Linked DNA regions of Mus musculus: region 2 is linked to region 1. A link is a contact called in public HiCAR-type data. All regions are on one chromosome and are shown on one strand. The core of a region is the stretch at or near the end of the contact, and the rest is flanking DNA. Distances in the headings are between cores, read along the strand shown. Region 1 holds the start of Fyb2 (FYN binding protein 2). Region 2 overlaps Prkaa2 (protein kinase, AMP-activated, alpha 2 catalytic subunit).

Region 1 (4,613 bases), core at 1,277-3,776:
AGCCAAGCCTGAGCCACTTCTTCTTAGATCTAAGCACCTTCCCTCTACCAGGCCAGCCAGCTGCTGCTCTCTCACTTCTGGCCATCTCATTTCCAAACTCCAGCCACCTGACTCTTAGGAAATGGAAGCCAGATGGTGCCACATAGCTACTTGCCATCGTCGGGCAAAGCTGGTTTCCACTAAGGGTTCCACGCCCTTTATGATGTGAGCTTCTATCCCTTGCTTGCCTTGCTTCTTTAGCGTACACTTGGCTGCTTGCTCTTCATCAAAGAAGCTTAGATGAACTATGCATCTCAACAGAATCTTTCCCCCAAAACATCCACACAACCACTCTCTAACTTAAAGTCTCTGTTCAGTTTCTTCTTCATATTTATTGACCTTTGACACTGTGCCCCTTAAAGTGGCAGTCTCCTCGGTTGTCTCATGACCTTAGAGCCTTCTCTGCTTCGAATGTCTGCATTGCATTAGCTACCGTTTAACCCTTAGAGTTTCGCTTCCTTCTCCTTTCTTACTAGTATATAAAGTGTCATGAATGTGTTTTATACAGCTACATAGCTGAGTCTGATCTCGAACTTTTGATCCTGCCTCAGCCTTCCAGGTGCTGGAACTACACTCATGTACCAGTGTGCCTGGCTAACGCAGAGATTTGGGACTATTTGGTTCCTAACTGTATCCATGTATCCAAAAAGGAAACTGACAATACAAAGGAGGTGATATATATATAATATATATTTTAAAATATATATATTTTAAAGGAATGTTCCGTTGGCTTTCTAAAACAATAGATGGATCCTCTCCAGATGAGAAACTACCCATATTTCTCTTTGGGTCCTTCCCCCTCATCTTTCTGAGCAGAGGAAGACGTGCACTGATTTTTCTTGTTCTATAAAATGTTACTAGGAAGCAAATACGTCCTTTGGTACTTTTTGTACATCCTGTCTGTTCGGCTGGAGTAATTAATTCTTGCTCCTGCTGCCTGGCTTAGAGCCGGCTCCCAGGAGCTATGATTCACCAACCTGAGCCTAGGCCCTAGCCCTGTTCTGACTGGTGGTGCCATACCATGTAGCAATAATGTACTGCCCTTCAGCTTCTTCACCTAAAAACCCCAGGGACAATGACCTCCAGGTCTTTGTCCCATCAGGTTGATAAGCAGAAGTGGTGGTGGGCAGTTCGGATGCTGGCTAGCCAGAGAGGGCAGAATGTAAATGCTTTTCTTTTCTTTTCTTTTTTCTGAATCCACAGGCTGAATCAGTTCAGCCTGGCAAGTTGCCAACTCGGAAGAAGGTCCCAAAAGTTGACCAATAGAGGTTGACATGGTGACACCTGCCTGTAATTCAAGCATTTAAAAGGTTGAGGCCAGTCTGGGCTGTAAATCCATACCCTTTCTAAATAAAATAATTTCCCCCACCCCACTAAAGGAAGTAGTTTCTAAACATGGTAGCACCACAAATGGGCTGGAACTGGGGTTCTTGGCTCCCCCTTTCCAAAACTCAACTAACTGAATGGTGTGAACCACCAGAGGTACCAGTGTTGCCAGAGATGCAAGCACCCCTTTAAAACTCCAGAGCAATCCTTGCCAGCCACAGATGAGCGAATCCACCATCCTGACTGTAAACCAAACATCTGGGTGGGAAGTAACACAATTTCAATAGTAAATAACTTTGTTCCCAAATATGTAATAGAGACATGGCACAACATGCTTGTATATATCTGTGAAATGCAAGTCACTAACAGAACAGCAGGGCAAGGACTAGAAGGGATGGGGTTAGCCAGGCAAAATCTCTGACTATGCTAACAGCATCCAGCTGATCGAAGCCATTCAAACCCTCGCGTTGCTTTTGTCAAAACCAAAATCCTCCAGTGTCCCCCTGTGTGGCTCAGACTGGCTTTAGCTTTTCAACACCCCAGCCTCTGGAGCTACCGCAAGCCTGGGCTCTGTTTTTTCATGCACCTTCGGTCTCACTTAAGTGAGATAGATCCCTAGGGCTCAAGGGCATTAGCACTTTTGCCCCAGCCCACAGAGTTCTTAGGGAACAGCGATGTAAAAAATGCCACAGGGCATATCACTTACTACGAGGCTACCTTTTCCCAGAGTCATGCTCTGTCCTTGAACCTGGACACCCATCTGCCACCGCAGAGGCCGGACAGAGAAGGAAAGTCAACAATGAAGTGACAGGCACTTGAACTGTGCCCTGAGTTAGAGAGAGCTCCTCGGGTTCTATAGAGACAGAGGGCACAGGCTGCCTGAGCAAGGCCAGCATGCCAGTTTCATAGCGGGACACCTGACATGTTTGGCCCGGCCCAGGACACACTGGCAGCTCTTTCCCTAGAGCTTCCTCCTTTGGAAGGAACTAAAGTTCGCAAGATTACAGCCCACACGCGAGCGGGTGCCTTACCTCCTCCATTGTGGTCCTCCTAGGCAGCGACTGGGAGACAATGCCAGCTTCCCAGAGTTGGATCCTGGGGCCAACAATGCTCTCGCCTCCGCCAGCCAGCTTGCAGTCACTTCGCCTGTCCCGGAGGAGCTGGAGCCGGGGCTCCTCACCTGCTCCACCTGGGCTGTGGCTCCTCCCTCTCTCGGGTGGGCGGGCCTCCATCCTGCCAGCCGGACCTGCTGCATAGGGGTAGGGGCCGGTGTGTGGGCAGAAGGCCACTGGTCCCGGGCTTCCTTGCCATCACTCCCTTTGCACTGGTTTCATTTTGTGCCTGAGTCGGGTCCTCTCCCATCACATCCCATCTGGGGGAGTTTCTGAGAGCTGAGTACATCTTGTCCCTAAAGTTAGACTGAAAAAAAAAAAAAAAAAAGCTCAGGACACCGTGATCTCCTTTAGTGAGCGCCCTCACCCAACTCCGCCCCTGCTGATGGCTACTTAATTTCACAAAAGCTGCTCAGGGCTCCTAGAAAAGAAAGCTCTTAAGTGTCGCTAAGCTGGCAGGTGCTTTTATTGGGGGGGGGGGGGGGGTGAGCGGAAGCTGAAATAAATTACACCTGTTTTTAAAGACAGGCATGGTCGCGGTGTTTTAAGACATGAATCCCTTTAGCTCTTACAAGTAGCCCTGGAATCAAGTTCAGCTGTCCTCCTTTTAGCAGGGCACTAACTGGAGCTTGGAGAGATGGCCTTAACTAGCTCGGAGTGATGCTGGTAGGATGCTGAAGGAAAGGAGCTCTGATGGACAATGACTCCGGGTTCTGATTTCTTTGCTGTTTCCTGCCTGAGCTGATCCTGGCTGGAAACCCAAACTTCAGTTCCTAGATTTGGGGTGGGGGTGGGGGTGGGGCAGCAGATCTCTCAGCTGTCCTGGGGATTGGAGGTGGGCAGGTGCTCTGATTTATATACGGCCTGCTGAGTTTCATTGCTTTTTATGGACTAAAAAAAAAAATGTTTTTGTTTGTTTGTCTGTTTGGTTGTTGTTTGGTGCAGGTTCTCCTACTCAAGCTGCCTTCAAACTCACATTATAACTTGGAATGCCTCCAACCAAATCATTATTGTTGTCTTCTCTGTTTATAGCCCTGGCTATCCTGGCTATCACTGTGTAGACCAGGTTGGCCTCAAACTCACAGAGATCTATTTGCCTGTGTCTCCCTAGTGCTATGATTTAAGGCATGCACCACCATGCCTGGCTTTCAAAGTCTTAAAAAAGGTCGGTAACCGTAGGCCATCGAGGCGTCCCTGAGACGCTGCAACACTGAGAGGACAGTGAAGGTGTGCTGACTACCACACAACACCCACTGTTGGGTAGGCGAGACATGGGACCAGTACTTTGTCCACTCCAGAGTCACTGTCAGACCCTATGTGAGATACACATTAGACAGCATGCTTCCATGTATAAACACTGGCTCCTCAGACTTCAAGGCTTGAATGTGAACATGATTTTAGCAATAATCAGAATAAATTGTATATATCCCATGATTACCTTAAATACTTAAATTTTATTTTGTGTATTGAACACAGAAATTCATAATAAACAGTATTTATAATGGAAACAAAAAGTCTTAAAATAATAAGATTCCCTTGTCTTGACAGGAGCAGGGGAAGGAGAGTAGGTAGGAAGTACTGCTTGCTTGTCCCCTAAGAGGTAACCGACTGCACGATTTTCACTTTGCCCAGCACTGCTCACAGTCCTTTGCTGTCTTTCCTCAAGGCCAAGGGTCCTTTATGACCTATGCTCAGCACAGCTCTGCGCCCCAGGGGCCATTGGGCCTCCAACATCCCCATGGTCCCAACACAAGGGCTCCCCCTGGTGGCGTCAGGACAGCCTACATGGCCGAGGATAAGCAGGGCTTCAGGGTCTCCTAGAGGTTTCCTTTGGTTTGGCCCTAAACTAGTTAGAGTGGTGAGTCCTAGTGTTTACGAGGTACCTTCATTTAGCTGTTGGGCGTGGGGACTATATTGCCAGTAGGCTTGGCCTCCTCCTCCTTCCCTTGGGCTCTTTTGAATTTCCTGGCCTTTTCCTATACTTACTACGATCTAACTGTAGTTAACATTTAGAAGCTAGGATCTGCATGTGGGCAAGGAAGAGGTAGTTTTATTTCTAAGCCTGGGTTACCAATATAATGTTTCTTACTTCTATGTTTTCCTATGAATTTTATAACTTGGTTTTACTTTACAACT
Region 2 (4,613 bases), core at 1,329-3,828, 120 kb before region 1:
GAAATCCCACAAAATAATTTTGAAATACATTGTGTTCTGCTCTGCACCTTGCAGAGGACAGTGACTATTAACTCGAAAGACTTGCAGACTTTGAGAAAAAAACAAAACAAAAAGACCCCACATAACTGCAAAAACCCTACTTTGCCCAAACTAGTTTACTCTTTTAAAACGTTTGCTGAGTCTGGTTGCTTACCTGTAATACGACTGGGGAGTATGAGGCAGGAAGATACGTTGGGGCCTAAGAACTAGATAGATAGCAAGACCTTGTTTCAAATTGAAACAATAAAGGAACTGTAGCATCCCATAAGAACATAGGAGAAACGATTGTCTCTGAGCGCCACGGTGTGGTCGTTAGTGACAGTGAGTAACACCTCTTCCCCAGAGCCTGATGCTAATTCAGATCTGCTCCATTGACCATGCACATAGGGTCATCCTGAGTCTGGGCTTGTACCACATGCTGGTTTTCCTAATCATATGATGCTTTTTAGGTAGAACATCTATTCTTTTTTTCCCTTAGAGGGTGACTGAAAAGTCCTAGACAAGGTTACTTATGGAAAACCAGAAGAGTAAGAGAGCAGTGGCTTTCTGTTGTGGCTTCATGGATAGCAAGCCAGTTTTATTCATTTTTCAATGGCCACTGAACGTTTTCTAAGTCCTTTTATTTAGGAAACCAAAATTGAAGCTATCTCAAAGTAAATCTACAGGGAGAGAGAAAACCAAACCATTCACAAGTTAGGGTTCTGTTTTGATCAAGAACTCTTGTAAAAGGCCCTTGCAACATCTGGTTATCTGCAGAGAGAAGCTAGGAGCCTAAGCTAAGCAGAAACATTAAGACCCTCTGTGTTAGGGAATTGGGTATATGTAGCACAGTAATTCTCTACTTTATGCAAGTAAGTATTCAAGAATATTTACTTAATTCTCAATCTACTCTTTTCTTAGCTAGTTTGTACTCAGGGAACACAAATTTAATACAAATGAAATGAAACACAATTTGGAAAATAATCGTAAACAACCGAATCAGATTTTTATACTGCTTCATCTGTAGTCTCTGCTAACATGCAAGCATGCTTAGTTAATGTGGGCCCCACACTGATGTTCATAAGACTTAACAGCCTGGAACATACCTAACACAGATACCACAGCTCTGCCTGGTCACTCCCAGGGTGAAGTCTCATACCTAAATGTGAGACTGCCCGTAGACTTGTCTGCTTTGTGTTTGGTTCAGTCTGGCAACTTGTCCTTCAGTTCTCTGTGGCTTGTTAAGTAGGGCTTATGGCTTAGTAGTTCTTGGCAACTCTGTTGAAAACTCTGGATAGTAAGTGTGATCTAGGACTTGGCCTCAATTTAAAACCCTAAAATGAAAGGGATGGACACAGAGCTATCGTCCCTCTGAGCTCTGAAGTCATGCCTTGTTTACTACTTCAGAGCGTCAGTGTGAGTGTTCACATTTTATGTATTTGTTTGCTAGTATGAGTGTTTTTTCCTTAGTCCGAGGCATTTCAAAGGTACACTAACCAAAAGTACTTGGACTACTGGAATGCAAAACTGAAAACATGGTGTGGATTTAGCATTCATTAGAAGATGACTGCTAGGTAGCAGTGGTGGGGCCCATGCATTTCCAGGTCTGCTAGTGCTCCCTCGCAGTACCCAGTCCAGTAAGCAGGCTCACTGCAGTTGATCATCTTCTGGGCTGAACAGAAAGAGTTTGTGAAACATCTGAGAGTCAAGTAATAAAAATAAACACTGGTGTGTTGTTTGTAAGTCCTGGAATGACATATAGTAGTTATAAGTGAATGTAGTTAGTCTAATTATAAAAGCTAGTTGATTGCACTAACTAGATGTAATTTTGTGAAATATTTATGATTATATTGATTTTATTATAAGTATTTATAAGTTATTGAGGGTGCTTAAAATCCAGAAAAATCTCTAGGACATATTTTTTTTTCTGAAATTGTATTTATATGATTTGGGTGTAGGGAGTTTTATACTGGTGACTGAGCCCAGGCTTCCCGTGTAAGAAGCAAGGGCTTAACTTCAACCTCAATCCCCTGGCCCTCTACATGATTCTGAAAGTCCAGGCGCTCTTTGTCGAGGAAAATTAGCCCCAGCCCGATCTAAATGATCACAGTTTGTGACTGCTAGCTGAACTAGGCTTATCTAAATTTCATTTTGGCCATTTTTAATTTTGTGCATAAATGAGATGACACTGTTTTTATACAGTGTGTCTCTCTGAGCTACCTAATCACTATTGGCTCTGATAGAAGTTCACCAAGCCTTTTTAAACTTGGAAACGTAACTTAAGTTAATGAGCTTTAAGTCATGCATATATGTATGTGTATATATACATATGGATTATGTAAACAAGTTAGCAGCGGCGTCTTTATCAGCGGCGCCTTTCCTTGAATATTTATGATGCGGTTGATGCTACTGAACAGTAATACCGTGAGGAACAGGCCCCAGTCTAGACTCTAGACTGGATGGAGTTTTGATTAAGCTTCTTCAGCCATAACCTGTTCAGAATCAGGTCCAATCCAGACGTTATCAGACTGCAGGCCTGTATTTTGTGAGCCAACATTAATGTTTACTGCCAGCCTTGCATAGCAGTGCCGGTTGCGACTGCATGTGACTTTTAGTAACTGTAGTTTATGTCTAAAAGCAGTTCAAGTTTTATAGAGGTAATTCATGATTATTTGAACAAGCAGGGTGGGTAATTCAAATATATTTAAAGTGCAATTAAGGAAATTCTAGGGTATAATATTCTTTCCAGTTTTAAAAAAAATAGTTAAGGATTTTTAGAATGTCCTAGAATGAAAAAAATTTTTTTTGGACAGACTTTTTAAAAAACAAGGTTTATACAGATTTTTTTTTTTAATTCAAGGTTTGCTACTTTGTGTTTATTTAAATTTGCAAAGAGAAACCGAAGCCTCCTAGGAAAGAGTTGCATTGTTATTTTTCTCCTGCTAGTCTGAATGTGCATTTTCACAGCTAAAAGTCACTTGTAAATAAGGTTTGTTACCACATTCGAAGCCCATGTTTTCTAAATGGAGAACATTTTCCCAGAATCAAAGAGACATAGACCCACTGTCTACACAAAGAAAGAAAGCGTACCTGGTGCCTTCTCAAATAATTGTAGAGTCAAAGTGAACGTGTTCCAAGTCTGCCCCACCCCACCCCCTCTCCTGTTCCTCGGGTTCTCTGTGACCTACCTGTCCCTCCCACAGACGGTCACAGGATTTGCTTCTGCCCTTTCAGTTCTACTTGACCAAACCTCACAGCATCACCAGTGACGTTCTTCACTGAATACATTTTCTCTTTCACTTATTTCACTTTTTAAAGCCACCTGGGAAAATATTTGGCTGCCTTCTTATGCTTTTAAAATGAATGCAATTATTAGCAGTGTTTATATTTGAAAGTTTATAAAGGAAAGAAATTCAGAGCTAAGGACTGACTCTTAATTGGATCTAATTCCCTGTGTGTTACGATAGCAGCACAAGTTATGTAACCTTGTGTAGTTTTCTCTTGTACAAAATGTGGATGATAACCTACCTCACAGATGTGTGTGAGAAGCCGTTTCAAAGCCCCTAAGTAGGGGTTTATAGTCCCATCCTCAGTGTCAATCCTCCCTTTTTTACTAGACACCTTTGAGAATGGTAGGATGAGTATCTTGTTTTTAGATGTCATATGTAATAAGGGCATAGTGCTGAGAATGTTTAAGACACAGTTTCACAAATCATAGTGTTCTTACTGTAAGACACTTAAAAATTTCTTGAAAACCTCAAATGTTTAAATATCGAATCTGTCTTTTGTTTCAATAAATATTGTTATTCAAAGTGTTGTCTGAAGCTGCCTTAATGTACCAAAATACAACTGTCAAAACTGTTCACAACTATATTCATGGTTGTACTGTTTTGAGTGTTCATTTTGAAGTTGCTATGAACTATGACCTTGAAGGATAGTATTTTGATATTATTTTGGTAGGAATAGTTGTGGTTTTTTTTTTCATCATGTTTAACAGTGACTTTTGTGTGTAAAAAATAAAACTGAAACTTGGCAGATACTAGGTTGTGTCCATGATCATCACGTAGTGTATTACTGGATAGTAATAATTTGACTTGCTTTTCTGGGGCACCATGCATTCGTTCTTAGCCTATACAATAGTCCCATAATATATGGCGCAGTGGCAGAGTACATCTCTATTTAAAAACATTGTTAAATTATTGAAATTGGGACTACTTTTTATAATCAGTTTCAGAACAGAAACCAACAGATTTACAGTTATTTTATTTAAATAACTGTAGATTATAATTTTAGTTTTATTTGTTACATATTCTTATGAGTTCAATGATCAGTGAAAAGGGTCATCTTTAGTAACCGTATAGAAAAGAGAGTGAGTTGCATAGCAGTTCCTATGTGCAGGCTCCCTCTGATTAATGTTTGCACTTGTATGGAACTCCTTGGCAACAAACACAAGAGGAAAGTGGCCTGTCTAATTGCGCGTCTGCATTTTCCACAAAATCAAATTAAAGTGTGGTTAATTTGAAAGCTATTTTTGTTTCTATTCAGTAATTATGCTAATATTCCGTGTTCCAGTTAAGAGAAAGCTGTATTAGGAA

What was found. HiCAR-type assays count read pairs that join an accessible place to other places.
Region 2: a contact with region 1 is called in a HiCAR-type map of kidney, with 2.8 times the contacts expected there. The contact joins the enhancer-like site here to the promoter of Fyb2 in region 1. A contact is called at or near these places in 6 of 39 promoter capture datasets (frontonasal cranial neural crest, hippocampal neurons, liver and 2 more), 22 of 484 Hi-C or Micro-C datasets (the AtT-20 cell line, B cells, the C2C12 cell line and 15 more), 2 of 115 datasets of contacts at active chromatin or transcription factors (bone marrow-derived dendritic cells and kidney) and 2 of 9 other capture datasets (adipose tissue and embryonic stem cells).

What each region holds. Positions count from the first base shown.
Region 1 is chr4:104,911,474-104,916,086 of GRCm38.p6, reverse strand. Fyb2 (FYN binding protein 2) reads right to left here and starts at 2,526. Exons shown (of 20, transcript NM_001162980.2): 1 at 2,397-2,526. The coding sequence starts at 2,405.
Region 2 is chr4:105,029,091-105,033,703 of GRCm38.p6, reverse strand. Prkaa2 (protein kinase, AMP-activated, alpha 2 catalytic subunit) reads left to right here. Exons shown (of 9, transcript NM_178143.2): 9 at 1-4,054. Among named protein-coding and RNA genes, the nearest start is that of Gm52670, 12 kb to the right of the region's middle. Within about 2 kb of position 2,578, at least 7 of the 459 cell types and tissues checked have an H3K27ac peak or open chromatin away from gene starts, as enhancers often do. A contact at or near this core is called in kidney, where this site is marked.